Regions from separate parts of the Mus musculus genome. Here regions 2, 3 and 4 are each linked to region 1. A link is a contact called in public Hi-C data. All regions are on one chromosome and are shown on one strand. Each heading gives the region's core, a stretch centred on a gene start, on an enhancer-like site or on the middle of the called end of the contact. The rest is flanking DNA. Distances are from core to core; before and after follow the strand shown. Region 1 overlaps Arsb (arylsulfatase B). Region 2 has its middle 21 kb from the start of Gm41022. Region 3 overlaps Ap3b1 (adaptor-related protein complex 3, beta 1 subunit). Region 4 overlaps Ap3b1 (adaptor-related protein complex 3, beta 1 subunit).

The links. A called contact is a pair of places that touch in the nucleus more often than the background predicts.
Region 2: a contact with region 1 is called in a Hi-C map of the N1E-115 cell line, with 4 times the contacts expected there. The contact joins two enhancer-like sites. A contact is called at or near these places in 16 of 484 Hi-C or Micro-C datasets (the HPC-5 cell line, the N1E-115 cell line, Sertoli cells and 9 more), 2 of 115 datasets of contacts at active chromatin or transcription factors (astrocytes and bone marrow-derived dendritic cells) and 1 of 9 other capture datasets (embryonic stem cells).
Region 3: a Hi-C map of the N1E-115 cell line shows a contact between it and region 1, with 7 times the contacts expected there. The contact joins two enhancer-like sites. A contact is called at or near these places in 8 of 484 Hi-C or Micro-C datasets (the G1E-ER4 cell line, the N1E-115 cell line, adipose-derived mesenchymal stem cells and 5 more) and 1 of 115 datasets of contacts at active chromatin or transcription factors (astrocytes).
Region 4: a Hi-C map of the N1E-115 cell line shows a contact between it and region 1, with 19 times the contacts expected there. The contact joins two enhancer-like sites. A contact is called at or near these places in 2 of 484 Hi-C or Micro-C datasets (the N1E-115 cell line and cortical neurons).

Annotation. Positions count from the first base shown.
Region 1 is chr13:93,792,130-93,795,734 of GRCm38.p6, reverse strand. It overlaps Arsb (arylsulfatase B), which reads right to left. Exons shown (of 8, transcript NM_009712.3): 3 at 1,517-1,707. Among named protein-coding and RNA genes, the nearest start is that of Mir5624, 3.2 kb to the right of the region's middle. Within about 2 kb of position 1,409, at least 1 of the 459 cell types and tissues checked has an H3K27ac peak or open chromatin away from gene starts, as enhancers often do. A contact at or near this core is called in the N1E-115 cell line, where this site is marked.
Region 2 is chr13:94,326,014-94,329,579 of GRCm38.p6, reverse strand. No RefSeq gene overlaps it. Among named protein-coding and RNA genes, the nearest start is that of Gm41022, 21 kb to the right of the region's middle. Within about 2 kb of position 1,284, at least 61 of the 459 cell types and tissues checked have an H3K27ac peak or open chromatin away from gene starts, as enhancers often do. A contact at or near this core is called in the N1E-115 cell line, where this site is marked.
Region 3 is chr13:94,447,634-94,451,146 of GRCm38.p6, reverse strand. It overlaps Ap3b1 (adaptor-related protein complex 3, beta 1 subunit), which reads right to left. Exons shown (of 27, transcript NM_009680.3): 12 at 2,632-2,694; 13 at 62-194. Among named protein-coding and RNA genes, the nearest start is that of Ap3b1, 90 kb to the right of the region's middle. Within about 2 kb of position 2,091, at least 3 of the 459 cell types and tissues checked have an H3K27ac peak or open chromatin away from gene starts, as enhancers often do. A contact at or near this core is called in the N1E-115 cell line, where this site is marked.
Region 4 is chr13:94,562,208-94,566,027 of GRCm38.p6, reverse strand. It overlaps Ap3b1 (adaptor-related protein complex 3, beta 1 subunit), which reads right to left. Exons shown (of 27, transcript NM_009680.3): 27 at 1-423. The coding sequence ends at 270. Among named protein-coding and RNA genes, the nearest start is that of Gm32305, 130 kb to the left of the region's middle. Within about 2 kb of position 1,522, at least 18 of the 459 cell types and tissues checked have an H3K27ac peak or open chromatin away from gene starts, as enhancers often do. A contact at or near this core is called in the N1E-115 cell line, where this site is marked.

The DNA.
Region 1 (3,605 bases), core at 160-2,659:
GTGTCTTCTATCCTTCTATCAAAGGATAATAAAGAGTTCCCTGAAAGCCTTACTTTGGCTTTCTTGGTATTAGGCCATATCCATAAAATGCCTCACATACAATTAAGAGCTATAATACAGCCAGCAAGAGGCACCATTGCTAACAATACCTCTTTGTGGTGCACGGGCTCTTAGGGCCTCCTGTTGTCCTTGGTTTCAAGCCTTTCCCCACAGCCCCCAGCTTATAACTCCCCCTCCCCACAGAACTATTTCACCCCAGTTGCATCTTCTTATCCATTTAATGTTATATGAAGCCACCTTCCTAGCCCACCAACCATTCTGGTTTTAAATCTAGACTTAAAATGTGCAGGTTTCTAAACATTTGAGAGAATGCTCCCCTTTCTTCATGTTTCATGGCAGACATAGTTACCTAGAGATGTCAGGTGACGATGTCAGCTCTTAAGTACCTAAAGTATGGCAAAACTGAGAACAGCCACCAGGGAGAATCCCTCATACTGACTGAGAGTATAGAAGACAGAGCTTGGAAGATTCCGTAGCAGACAGAGTCATTAGCAGGTCACTAAGTCTGAACAGATACACAAGCCAGAACCCTGCCTGCTGAGGGTTCACGCATCGTCAAAGAGACAAAGTGCAGAGAACTGGAAGGACCTGGACACTTTCTCAAATTTTCCATGTCCCACTGAAGGCCAATTTTTGTGAGTGTGCTAATACAATTCTTCATAAGGACACGCTTTGAGCCCAGTGTCTCACAACACAAAAATCTGCTCTGTTCCCAAAGCACCTATGTGCTGAATCCAGACAATTTGCATTTAAGACTTCTCACAACTCTTCTCTCTTCCTACCTGCAGCTAAGTCTGCACGTGACATACCTGATAGGCGCCTATGGTGTCTGTAAAAACCAATATACCATGCATATTAATTGTAAAAACCCAGTATTGCTAAGACGGTCATTTCCATTAAGTTGGTCAGTGAATACCAACCAATCAAACAGCCAACTTCTGTTTTCTTAGTAAAAATTGGTCAACCTACTCTAAAATTAGCATGGGGATACAAAAGATTAAGACTAACCAAAATAATCCTGAAGAGAAAAATATAGAATGAGAGGATTTTCTCTAGCCCCTGAGTTCCCAACACTTCTTCCCAACGGAGCCCTGCCTCGAGCACAGACACCTGTCTGGAATCCTGAAGCCTGATTTTGCTAACCACTTACTGTGCACACACATAAAGCATCATAAGAGTGAGCAGGGTTTCCACTGAAATGCTGAAGGACAGACAGCCTTCCTCCATCTGCAGCCCAGGGTCCCTTCCTGTGAGACTCATCTCTTGGGCGTTCCTAAGTACTTTCTCCCAGACCTGAGGAAGATCCAAATTCTTCACTTCTAACAACCTTCCCTTTCTGGCTAACTGGAACATGCTCTAAAATGTTATATTACACACACACACACACACACACACACACACACACACTCCCTTGGAAGCAACAAGATTTTGACAATATTAAAGGAGGAAGCCTTACTTTCTCCGGTGGGTGGTTAGCTATGACGGTTGTAGCCCTTTTGGTAAATATGTTTGTTGAGTAAATATTGTTATACTCTTTTGCAGGTTCTTCACCATCTCTTAAGTCAAGCGCACAGCGGGTACCATTCAAAGACTCAATCGGCGCACAGGCCTCGTGGGTGTAATAGTCTTCACTGCCTAGGAGGTATCCTGCAAGAAGAATGGGAGAAGAAACAGTCGGCATGGCAGAAAGCTTGTTAGGCAAACGAATGTTCCAGCAGTTAATTGCCTAATGCAACTGATTGCCCATGACGAGGCTAATCAAATGACAGGGCTAATCAGGGTTCTCTTCTTAACATCTCTATATTTGTTAGAGACACCACTGAAATGGCACTACATGGAAATCCAAGGCCCTTCCTCACTTGAGTCTTTTAGAGCATCTGTTCTCGCTTGTCAACTCTTTATACATGGTTGATCTGTGGGAAAAGGTTTTTAGAAATCAGAGTTTAAGTTCAGGAAGCAACCAGATGCTAATTCTTTAAAATTGCCTAAGAAAAAAGATAACGCACCACTAATGTGTTACAAGGTTTTACTTGTAAAATACTAAAAACAGGGTTCAGATCGTGTCATTTGTTGCTACTGAGGTTGGGAGATGGATTTCTGTGGTTATTTATGGACGGGGCCTTTGCCGGAGTTATATTTAGTCAAATGCTGACACCCACTGGTGGAAAAATATAAACCTTTCCTAATACAAGCTCTCTATCCCAGCTGAGCAGCCCCAGAGATCAAAGAGCAGCATTCTGTCTAGACTGTGAACCTTGCCCCGCTGCTCAGAGATGCAGTGCTTACTGAGCCCAGTGGCCTGTCAACTCCCCTGTTTCTAGAGCCCAGATCCCATAACAAAGAGGAAAGCACAGGAGAAACAGAAACGCCCCAACTAATCGTTGTTCTGCAAGTGATCGTGTTTTGAAAATGTGAAAATAAGCTGGGCTGCATATTATGATTAAATTGACAGACTTGCTCAGAAAAGGCCAATCAACAGAGGGCAGAAAGTGGTTAGTGACGGATGGCCCAGGGCTCTGGTTGCCTGGAGGCCCGTGATGACTGCTCATGGGATTTGGTTTCTTTTTGTGACATACATGTGTGTGTGTGTGTGTGTGTGTGTGTGTGTGTGTGGTTTCCTACAACTGAATTGTGGTGATAATGGCACAATCTCTCACATTGTTTAAAAATCGCTAAATTAAATACGTTAATTGGGTAAACTGTATAGTATATGAATTATACCCTAATAAAGCTATTAAAAAGAAATAAACTTTGATGAGCTCTTAGCTATATTCTTAAATATATTCCCTTTTAGTCTTAAAATGATGAAAAATGGGCCTAGCTCTTTCCTTTCTCATGAATTTTGTATACAGTGACAATTAAAGAGTCTTATACAGCTTATGTAATAATTCAATTGATTTTAGATTAACTATTTTTCATGATCAAATAAGTTCAAGGTCCTGAATATAATTAGTATATGACATCAACATAACTTATTGTGTGATTTTATCTATATTTATAGGAAATAAATCCAACATATTTACTACTTAATATGGAATAGAAAAAATTGTATTCACAAAAAAAATAATTTCAGGGCTGGTGAGATGGCTCAATGAGGAAAGGTGCTTGCCACCAAACCTAACAACCTTAGTCTGATCCCTGCGATCCACACAGAGGAAGAAGAGAACGGACTCCTGAAAGCTGTCCTGACTCAGACCTCTACACGTTTGTGTTCTCTCTCTCTCCCTCCCCCTCTCTCTCTCTCTCTCTCTCTCACGCACACGCACGCGCACGCACGCGCGCGCGCGCGCACACACACACACACACACACACACACAAATAACTACCTCAACCTTACCTTGGTGATTAGAGTGATCAAGCCAGTAGTTTGGGTTTTTAACATCTACTTAGTATTAGAATTTGGAGAGAACACTTCACACTCCTTTCCATTAATATAAACTATCACTGGGGAAGATATAGGCACAGGATATGTTTGGTTATAGGAACCATAAATATTAAATGATATTAAAAATAGAAGAACTGTAGAGCTAGAACTCAAATACTTG
Region 2 (3,566 bases), core at 35-2,534, 530 kb before region 1:
ACTTCAAACCCAGACTTCTCACACACACCTTCTAGGGTCTACCCTGGCGAATAATCCACCCTCCTCATCCATGCATATTCAACAATCAGCCAGTGTCTCTCCTTATCCGGGCCCTCCATGCCTTCACTGCAGAGGGACTCTAGGTTTGAGCTAGTATCCTTGGTACCCATCTGCCAAATCACAGGATTCTCCCACATCCTATCCAACCTATCCACTCAGATCTACCCCCACACTCTAAGGCTTGGAACAGGAAGCACATCCTGTACTCCATCCAGTCCAGTTCCCTACATCTATCTGACTTCATTCCACCCAAGCCATTTAAAAAAAAAAAAAAAAAAAAAAAAAAAAAAAAAAAGCAACAACAACAAAGGCGTAATGCCAGTGGTTCTCAACCTGTGGGTCGCGACCCCCGTGGCAACCCACTATGTCTGAAAAATATTTACATTAGGATTCATAACAACAAGCTAGGCGGTGGTGGCGCACACCTTTGATCCCAGCACTTGGGAGGCAAAGGCAGGTGGATTTCTGAGTTCAAGGCCAGCCTGGTCTACAAAGTGAATTCCAGGACAGCCAGGTCTACACAGAGAAACCCTGTCTGGGGGGGGGGGGGGAAGAAAAAATCAAAAAGGATTCATAACAGCAGCAAAATTACAGTTATGATATATATATATCAGTGAAATCATTTTTTGGTTGGGAGTTACCACAACATGAGCTATATTAAAGGAAGGCTGAGAACCATTGCTCTACAAAGAACCTACCTTCTCATCTTCTCTTCCCCACCCCCAGCCTGTCCCACCCATTACAAACTCAGAACAAAGGAAACACACATAGCTGGGTCTCATTGCAGAAATCCCACCAATCTGAAAGATCAAGCCAGTATCTCCTCTCCAAAACCTGCCAGGCCTGTAGAAGTGCTTGTCAATGAGAATTACCCAGATGAACTCCAGGGCACAGACATTGAAAGAAGAATCACAAACCTACTCAAAGAATCCAAGGAGTTGAAAGACAGAACAAAGAAACAGCTCAATTAAAAGCACGAGGAAGGAGCTTAAGGAGAAAAATGCCTGAGGGAAGCCCTAGAAAACACAGACATAAATAAGGCTGATGGTGTGAGACCTAGGCAACTACTCCATTTTGAATGCAGGCCCCTGCACATATCAACCCTGCAGCCAGCTCCCTAGTCCAAGGAAAAAGACCACAGAGAAGACCTGAGCAGGACGAGATCAGGGCCTGGTCCCACAGCAACAGCCAATCAGGAGAAATCTGTGCTTCTCTAAGGGACCCAGGTGGCCTTGCTGATAAATGACTCAACAGTCCTGAGGGCTGACCTTTAAAACCATTTTGTGAAGGTTCCTTCCTGTTCGAACCAGAAAAACAAGTTTGAAATACTAACCAATCAGAAGCCGACTTAATGTGGAAAATTACTGAGTGTGAGGTATTCTCTACAAAAGCTCTGCCTCCCCTGAGCTCAGGGCTCATTCTGGATCCATTGTGTTGGTGACAGTGAGAGTTCCTGCTCGAGGTTGTAATAAAAGACCCTTATGTGCCTTACATCAGAATGGTGGACTCCTTGGTGGTCCTTGGGGTCTCTGAGATTTGGACATAACATTGGAAGTAACAAAGATGGAATTCAGTGAGGAGGTAGAAACACTGAAGAGGACTCAAGCTGAAATAAAGATGAATAAACAAAAAATGCAGTAGTCCATCTAGGAAACACATAACTTAAAGAACACATCAAGCAGATGACAGAATACTGCATCTCAAAGATAAAATAGAGGACCTAAATCAAATAAGACAAGAACATGAAAAAACATCTTTCAACACAGGAAAGAAATGCACAGGAAATGTGAGACAGCAGGGAAAACCCAAAGCTTTGAATTATAAGCACGGAGGAGGAAGACCCCCTAAGCCAAGGGCATAGACCATTGCTGGGAGACAGAAGTTGGGAAGCAATAGAAAGGGGCTTAGCAGGGCACAAGCAATCTTATCAGGAAAGCATAAAAGGGACACTCCTCAGGCTGGAGGTAAATACAGGAAAGGGAAGGAGGTGGTAAAATAACAATATGGATGTCTGAAAAATCCACAGAGAATCATAGCACTATTTACCTAAAGGAAGTCTACAATGCATAATGTATATGTATCCGTATACAGTTTTAGTGAGCTTCTCTCATCTGGGCTGACAGTGATCCCTCCAAGAGCCAAAGACTGCCTAACAAGATCCTTGAGGCCAGACATGGGAAGCCTTTGTTTGAATTGCCCAGAGACTCCCCAAACATACAATCGATTGCCATGGGGTTCCTGCCCCCAGCTGGTTCTGATTGGTGAATAAAGTTGCTAGCAGCCAATGGCTGGGTAGGGAGATAGAGGCAGGACTGTAGGATTCTCGGGCAAAGGGGATCAGGGAGAAGGCAGAGCTTCCATGATGGGGAAGCAGAAAGATCAGGCATGAGAAGTACAAGTCAGAGAGACGGTCAACATGTAAGACCGTGGCCCCGGGAGGCTGCAGACTTGGATCTGGGGCAACCAAGATGGAATGTGGGTTTTAGTAAATAATAATTCAGGTATGTCAGATGGGAGAGTGTGTTAGCCGTGGGGAGGTTTGAAAGTGCCCGACCATTGAGCTGTTTAAGGCATATTAAACATAAGTGTGTGTGTGTGTGTGTGTGTGTGTGTGTGTGTGTGTGTGTGTGTGTGTGGTATGTGTGTGTGTCTTTCATTCGAGAATCCAGAGATTGGAACGGTTAGCGAGGAACTCTCACTGCCCCCAGGCGATCAGAGTGGATTAACCAGCAGTAGCAAGAGGGTCTATCCTCACCACAACTCACCATGGATCACAGCCAGGTCAGTGAGAGGAGCTACTCAGTGTCACTCCTGTCCTGTAAGTCGGAAGCACCAGTGAGGCAGTAAGGTAGACCATGCTCAAATCCATCACATGATGATTTGAAGATTAAGGTTGAAGTATGAGATGGAGGTTGACGTTAGGTGCCATAAATGTTAATGAGCTAAGTCAGCTAGGAAGAAGGAAGGAAGGAGGGAGGGAGGGAGGGAGGGAGGGGGGAGGGAGGGCATAAAAAGCTCAGGAGCAGTCATAGGAAGAGAGTAAGGAAGATAAAGACACTACAGGGTTGCCTGGCAGTGATGGCGCACACCTTTAATCCCAGCACTTGGGAGGCAGAGGCAGGCAGATTTCCGAGTTCGAGGCCAGCCTGGTCTACAGAGTGAGTTCCAGGACAGCCAGGGCTACACAGAGCAACCCTGTCTTGAAAAACAAACAAACAAGACACTGCTGGAAAAGGGGAAAGCATAGGGGTGGGGACTTCCGGGTCAGGACCAAGAAATTTAAGAAAGGAGTCTCCTCACGTTCTGTAGAAAGGGCCTGGCCTGCCTGCAACTCGTCACCTTGTCACCCCTCTGCTTGAGCTCCTTGGCTACTGCTATGGTTGGATTATGGGTTGTTGAGTTTGGTACCCAGTGTCAGGTACCGCACGGCGGCAATAGAAGCATGAAGGGGTCACTCATGTGAGAGGAGCAGGGTTGACTGAGGGGTAGCCTGAGACTGTCACTCA
Region 3 (3,513 bases), core at 842-3,341, 650 kb before region 1:
GGACTTACTGAGAATATACAATTATGAACCATATAAAAATAAAGTGAACCTATGAACTCACCATCCCTGTTGGACAGCAGGCAGACCAGGCCGTTGAGGCATGTGTCGGTGACCTCGCTAATGCTGGTTGCACATCTGCCTATGGTCTGAATAGTGGCTGCTGCAAACTGTTTGTCCTGGCTTCTCACGTAGGTCTAAAAACAGTTTGATTAGTTTCAACATTGGCGTTATCAAGTGAATCAAAGCCCATTTTTATAGCTTTGTCAGGACAAAAAATTTAGAATTCTCTTAAGCCTAACAGGGGCCCCAAATGATTGCTTAACGTCTTTCATCGCTTATAACTTAATGTCCCTTTGGCAAAGGGACATTTTCAAGCCAGGGTCATTCACTGCAGCGAGTAGCTCAAGGCTCCAAAGCAGACAGTGGCGAGCATCACCCCAAAACAGCAATTAGCTCCAGAGCCAGGGTGGAAGATGCTGGGAACATGCTCTGGGAAGGTTTCAGTTCATTTACCCAGCGGTGCCTGTGAGCCCACGGAGAGAACACTAAACCTAAAGTTCAGAGAAAAGGAAAAAAGGAGCAATCTGCTAGTAATGACAACCTGGCACGGAGGGTTAGGAGTGTCTATGAGGGTCCAACAGCTCCGTGAGTTCTAGCTCACTCAGCTACAAGCACCTTAAATACACAGTGTGCATACATATTAACATAAACTTAAAATAGATCTGACTTACAAAGGAAGGTCTTTCCTGACAACCTTACATATTTTGTGACTTCTGTTACAACTTTTCTAATATAAAACCAAAGCTTTTATAGTTTTCAAAAAAGATTCCTAACCTCAAATTCTAAATATGCAATACAAAATTAACTCTATGGCTATCTATGACAAATATGCATTAAAACAGTTATCTAAATAAGAAATCAAAGAAAAAACAAAAGATATGTAAACACTATAGGAATTTAATGCAAAGTCTCAAGGAGATGGCGAAATGTTGAAGAAACAATGGGAGCTTTCTAGTTCCATGCAAAGAAAAACCAAAGTGGACTTAAAACTGCTCCTAAACAGGGAATTTAATTGCTATAATAAAAAAGAATGCATTTGAGTCGTTCAGGAAGCCTATGTTACTCACAAACAAATTATAAATAAGTATAAAGAAAATACATAAACAGAAATGATATACTAAATTAGACAGTGCTAAGAATGAACACACAAAGGAAGGAGTCAACCGTTCTGCTGAGAAGTCCTTACACAACACACTCCCAGGAAATGAAATACACAGATGAACAAAACCTGCAGAGGCTCACAGACCACGCCAGAGAGCACAAAGGCCTGCCTCCTGCTGTCCTCGGGGGCTAGACATGTGCGGAAAGATGACAAGATTACACAAGATGAGGGACTGGGGACACAGGAAAGAGCAACGGGGTGAAATCAGATTATGTGAGTGACGTAAAGCTAAACCCAACATCAATCTCTGGCCTAAGAGACGAGATGAGAAACCCAATTTTGTGGCCTGCCCACAAAGAGATGGCTTTACAGTATTCTAATTTTATCATGAATATTTCTAGAAAAATGTAAACGGGATGGAAATTCAGGAACCCAGGTGAGAACAAAGGAATCACGGGCATGCAGCTACATTCTAATAGTCCCGAAGCGTGTGAGTGTGTCTCTGTGTGTGTGTGTCTGTGTATGTGTGTCTATGTGTGTGTGTGTCTGTGTGTGTCTATGTGTGTGTGTGTGTGTGTAGTTAAAAACAGTGGTTCTCAACATATTTACATTATGATCCATACAGCAGCAGGATTCATGAAGTAGCAACAAAGATAATTTTATGACCGGGGGTCACCACAACATGAGGAACTGTATTAAAGGGTTGCAGCATTAGGAAGGTTGAGAACCACTGATTAAAAGAAAACATGGCATCCATATAAAGGTAAGGAGAAATTCTGTGTGGGCTGATGAAGAAGCTAACAGCACCTCCAGAGGTGCTGGATAGGGCGTGGTTTTCTGCTGCTGCGCTTTTTCCCTCAATGGCTTCACCGTTGATCCACCCATCATAAAGTACATAAACCCAAGAAATAATCTAATCCAAGTCGGTTCTCTCCTTCCAGCACAGGGTCCTCGAGATTGAACTCCAGTTGGCAGGCTCGGCGGCAAGCACCTTTCACCAGGAGGTGAAGTCACCACTTCCCACACAGCTGTTTTTAAGTGATCCGACAATATAGCTTAAGTTAAAGGGGTCCCTAAACTAGAGACAGGTCAACCAGACAGGGCAACGAGGTGGCAAACGCTGTCTTCACAGGCACAACAAGGTGGCAAACGCTGTCTTCACAGGCACAGAAAGAGCTTTTGGAGCACAGAAAGGACCAATGCGGATAGAAAACAGAATTTTGAGCCAAATCATAAGCCACTCTCTCCAGTGATAGGGAAACAGAGCGAGAAGCCAAGGCTGCTCTGTTTACTTTAAGTCTCTATTTGTGGTTAATGTTTATTCTCAAGAACAGAAAAACTTCCTAGCACCTGATCTTTTCCTAAATCTCTTCTATTTGTGCAACTGTGTATTTCTAGATTGAGTAGGAGGCATATTTAACTTAAGATTGAACATATTTTAGAAATTATAATTAGCATTGTATGCAAACCTGAAATTCTCGAAGAAGAGTTGATATGTTGGCTTCATTTGCCAAGTTTGTCAAAATTTCAAGCTACAGTAGAAAAAAAAAAGAGAAAGTAAACATTTTAAAACACAAAAAGGTGAATGTAATAGAGCATAAACATCTAATTAAAAGTTGAGTCTTTTAAAATAAAAAAAAAAAAATCACTGTCATATGGGACTCTATACCCTTGAAGTGATCTTAGTTTGTTTCCTTAAATCTACAGAGACTAGATAATTACACAGTTCTTAAAAAAAATAATTAGGAAATAAATCCCACATCTTCACTAATTGTCTTAATTTTACAATTTATATCTAATTAACCTAAACAATTTGTTAGCTCAACTTGTATTTTTTATTAATAAAGTTAGAAAACAATATGTTCTTCATGTAGTACTTCTGTTTTCCAGATAACAATTAATTTTCTTGATTGGCTACCTTATTTCCTACCTACCCAGATGCTTAGATAATTTTAATCTCTATTCCTGGATTTATAAATGTAAGAAATGTGAAATTAAAAGTCTATACCCACTGAGGTTGTTAGAAATATGTTTTACCCACAGAAAAGATTTAATTATTCTGAAGGTAGGCACAAACAGATGATACCAACAGGAAACTAATTCAAGATGCCTATCAGCACTTTCATATCAAGTACTACATTAACAGTAAATGCGATAAACACTCTAATTAAAAGGCAGAGACTACAGAAAAAAATACTTTATATATTCTGTGTATAGTTTACTTATTTTCTGTATCTGCTGGGAAACTGCTCTCTAAGAATATGACTTGACTATTCATTTTATTTTGATAATATTATTTTTAAGTGCGGGGAAGAGATAAGGTTTCATGTATCACAGGGAGGCTTCACATT
Region 4 (3,820 bases), core at 273-2,772, 770 kb before region 1:
AGAAGTCGGAGGGCAGAGAAAATGCTACTCGGACTGGGGAGCTGAGGAAATGGACAGTAAAATATATGTTCTTTGGTTAGCAAAGCGAGGAGGGGCGAGGAGTGCACACATGACAGACACAGCAGCATTCTAAAGCAGAGACAAGAATGTCGAGAGTGCGCTCTTCCTGCTGCCAGATGGAAGGGCTATTATTATAAATGAAAGGCAGCAGCAGTGGGTGCCAGGCACTTTTGTTGTGTGCCAGATTCTGAAGTCCAGATGTAAGCAGGTTACCCCTGGGACAGGACAGGCTTCAGCTCCCGCAGCAGAACAGAACCAATCACGGTTTTCTCGGTGTTGATGATAAGCTGGGCTGTGGAGCCTTCCTTCAGTTCCACTGTGACTAGCATCAGCGACCCACTGTGCACAGTTCTAGCTGCAAACCTGCAAAAACACATAAGAGAGACCTTTTATCCTGAGAGGGGAAAAGGAGGAGCAGACGGCATCCGTTCAAACAGGCTTAAAGTAACTCTTTTTCTTAATGACGCGATTTACTCAAGGAGCCTTACCGTTCCACACCAAAGCCAAGCATCCTTTAGAAAACCAATCAGCTGCCCAGCCCGTGCTTCCCACATGCAGGCAGGCCACCCGAGCGCATCTCACACACGGAACACGCAAAGGAGGCCTATGCTCCTCATTAGTCTGAGCGGCAGAAGCGTGTGGGCACTCTCCATTAGGCTGTACTTAGGAAACACCCCTTGTCCTGACGGCTAAAGTGTCACCACGCACAGGGCTGCTTCAAATGCACTGCCATAGTTTTATTTCTAAGACACAGTAAGAACTATTACCTTTCTCAAAGTGCTTGGAATTTTAATTCCTCATATCTGAAAAGGATGCAAGAAGTTAGATAATTTTATATACATTATAAAATTCTTCCTAAGTCTCAGTGGCTCACGTAAAATATTCAAATTCAATCTCTACTGTTAATGGTGACATGAAACAAAGTCACATGACAGCCGAGCGCCACCCCGTAGCCTCATTTAATATTCAGGACATTAGATCCTTCTTTTTGCTTTAGGATATAATAGAGGCAACTTGAGGTCTAATGTGCTATTACTAAATTCCAAGACACGAAGAAGCTACCAATTACATGGAATTAAAAGCAAAACGAGCCTTGTAACACTGCAGTCGACTGGAAAGCTGCCGGAGGGAGGGAGGCACAGCGGACTTCTGTCAACCCCGCTACTTCACTCTGCATGCACAGGGGACTGCAAGCCTCAGAGGAGGGCTGGCACCCCCTCCTAGGCCTCCATTGCCCCCTGCACATTTTGAGGGGAGGGAGTCTGATTGCAGGGATGATTGGAGAAAGACAAAGTTGCTGTACATGAGCTTCTGAACACACTAACAAGTGTGGAGCAGGTCTGTGACCTGCTGTGACCCCACTTTGCAGGGCCAATCCCCTTTCCCCTCTCTGGGTGACACGTGTCTGAATCTGAGCCATCTGCCTCAATTTGCGCGACATCTTCAGCCACAATGGCACCCAGTTAGCCCTGACAACAGCTCACAATACATACAAATAAAACTGCCGAGCTGACAGCATGCTGCGGACTATTCAAGAGCAAACCAACTGGTCAGTGTCTCATGTCTGACAATTAGCATGGGCCTCGCACAGAGCCAGCGGGGTCCTCAGGGATCTGTTTAATTACCATCAACATAAAAGAGGGAGTTTATCAGGAGACACTCAGAAAAACTTCACTCCCGACTTAATTAAAATATTAGCCACTTAAGCAGGAAGCAGATTCTCTTTAAATCAAAAGTAATTTCTTTTTTGAGTCTTAAAAAATGACATCAAGAGCTTATCTAACACATTAGATTCTTTTTCTTTTTAAAAATCTAACAAGTCGTGTTTGGCCTAAAGAGAACGATGGAAATGAGATCTTCACCGACAACAAGACAACCATCCTCATCTCACTTGGCTGAAAATATTCTCGGCGCTCTGACAACACATAGTAAAACACCAGCTAATGGTGCGTTAGCAAGGCGCGTCAGCAACCTTTCTAACCATTTTCTGCATAGCCTCAAACATGCTGGAAACTTGTAAGAATTAGAGACAGTTTCAACAGAGAGGTGAACCAGTTTAGGAGTGTAAATCACAACCATGTTCCTAAGGAGTTTTGTTTCATTTTTAAAAATAAGCTCCATATATATGTATGTATACACACACACACACACACACACACACACACACACACACACACACACATATATTTATATATATGTATATATGTATGTATATATCTGATTTTTGTATGGGCACACAAGAGGTGAGGCACTGTGGGCACCTCCTCCTTCTTCCCTTTGTGAGAATACATACCACTCCCTCATCTCTTATCACCCCTACAGATGAATGCACTTATCTTGTCTAAATTAAAAGGAAATATGCCTATGTGTCTGTGTGGGTGTCTGCAGGCCCACACAGTCTAGAAGAGGGCTGGGGCCCCCTGAAGCTGAGGGCATAGCCAGTTGTGAGTCACCTTAGGTAGATGCTACAAACTGAACACAAGACCGCTGGAAAGTCAGTTAGCCCGCTTAACTACTGAGCCATTTCTCCAGCCTCCATGTCTAAACTTTAAAGGCGGTTTAGCTTCATAGGAGAATGATAATTCTATAGTTTGCTAAACTAGTCACAAGGATACAGTGGCTCTATATTCCATTCATTTACTCAACTCTCCCCATAGATCTGGTCACCATACTTGTAATTCATTCAACAAATATTTCAACAGAGGTCTCTATCTGACAGGGCTATAATTATGTCAACAGCAGTCTTCTTAGTCCCTTTATTTACTTAACACTTGTGCCTTGGGACCTCAGAGAAGATTATGCCTGAATGGGAACACAGAGCACCATCTGAATGTCAGGCCGGCAGAGCCCCAAGGCACACTTCATTTCTCTTCCATTAACAACGGAAAGAGTTAATGTACAATAACACTGGCTAGGCAAAGACAAATGTCAGTATGTTTATAGAGATTAAAATCAGTATCCTGGGCATGTTTTTCAAATCCTGTTTTAAAATTCTCTGCCTGAAAGATCAGGCACAGGAAAGCCGGGGCGTCTGCTTAGACTGCAGCGGCAGAATGAGCAGAGCACTAAGCAAGCACCCTAGCAACCATGCCACTGCCCCTTAGACACACAGGCGGCTGTGTCCGGCTGGCAGTATGCAGGCTGGAAGCTGTGCCTTAAAGCAGGGACCAGGAGATCAGATGTCCTGACACGCCCACTTCACAGTTCAAAAAGAACGTATTTAATTGGAACATAGCATGATGACAATTGGCTTCTTTGGGTCTGTGGAAGGCAGAAAAACTTCCCAAAGTTACTCATCATTTAAATTCTGAATAAGCTATATATATTAGCATATTTTAAAATTATAGTTATAAAAAAGAATACTGGTTAGTAAACAATCATTAGAGACCTTAATTGTGAATATATGCTAAATTTGATGGGTGTTATCAGGTCCTCAGTACTTGGTCTTAAACAAGGTCCTATAGTGGCATTTTTTTTTTTCAGGAGGCAGAAGTTCTGACTGCTATAAAGTAGCTGTTTATACCATGTGACCAGAGGTGAGTGCTAACCATTCCCACAATTCCATCTGACCCATGGAGGCAGGGGACTGACAGAGATGAGGAGGTTGAGGCCACAGAACTGGAGGCATTTGCCTGAGACACAGGGCGAGTGCATGGCAGAGCAGGCACTCAAACTAAGGCATTATGAATACAGGTCATATGCAGTCTTTCAATAGATGCAAAAACACACTCAATATTTGCTTTTATCAGTCAACAGACTA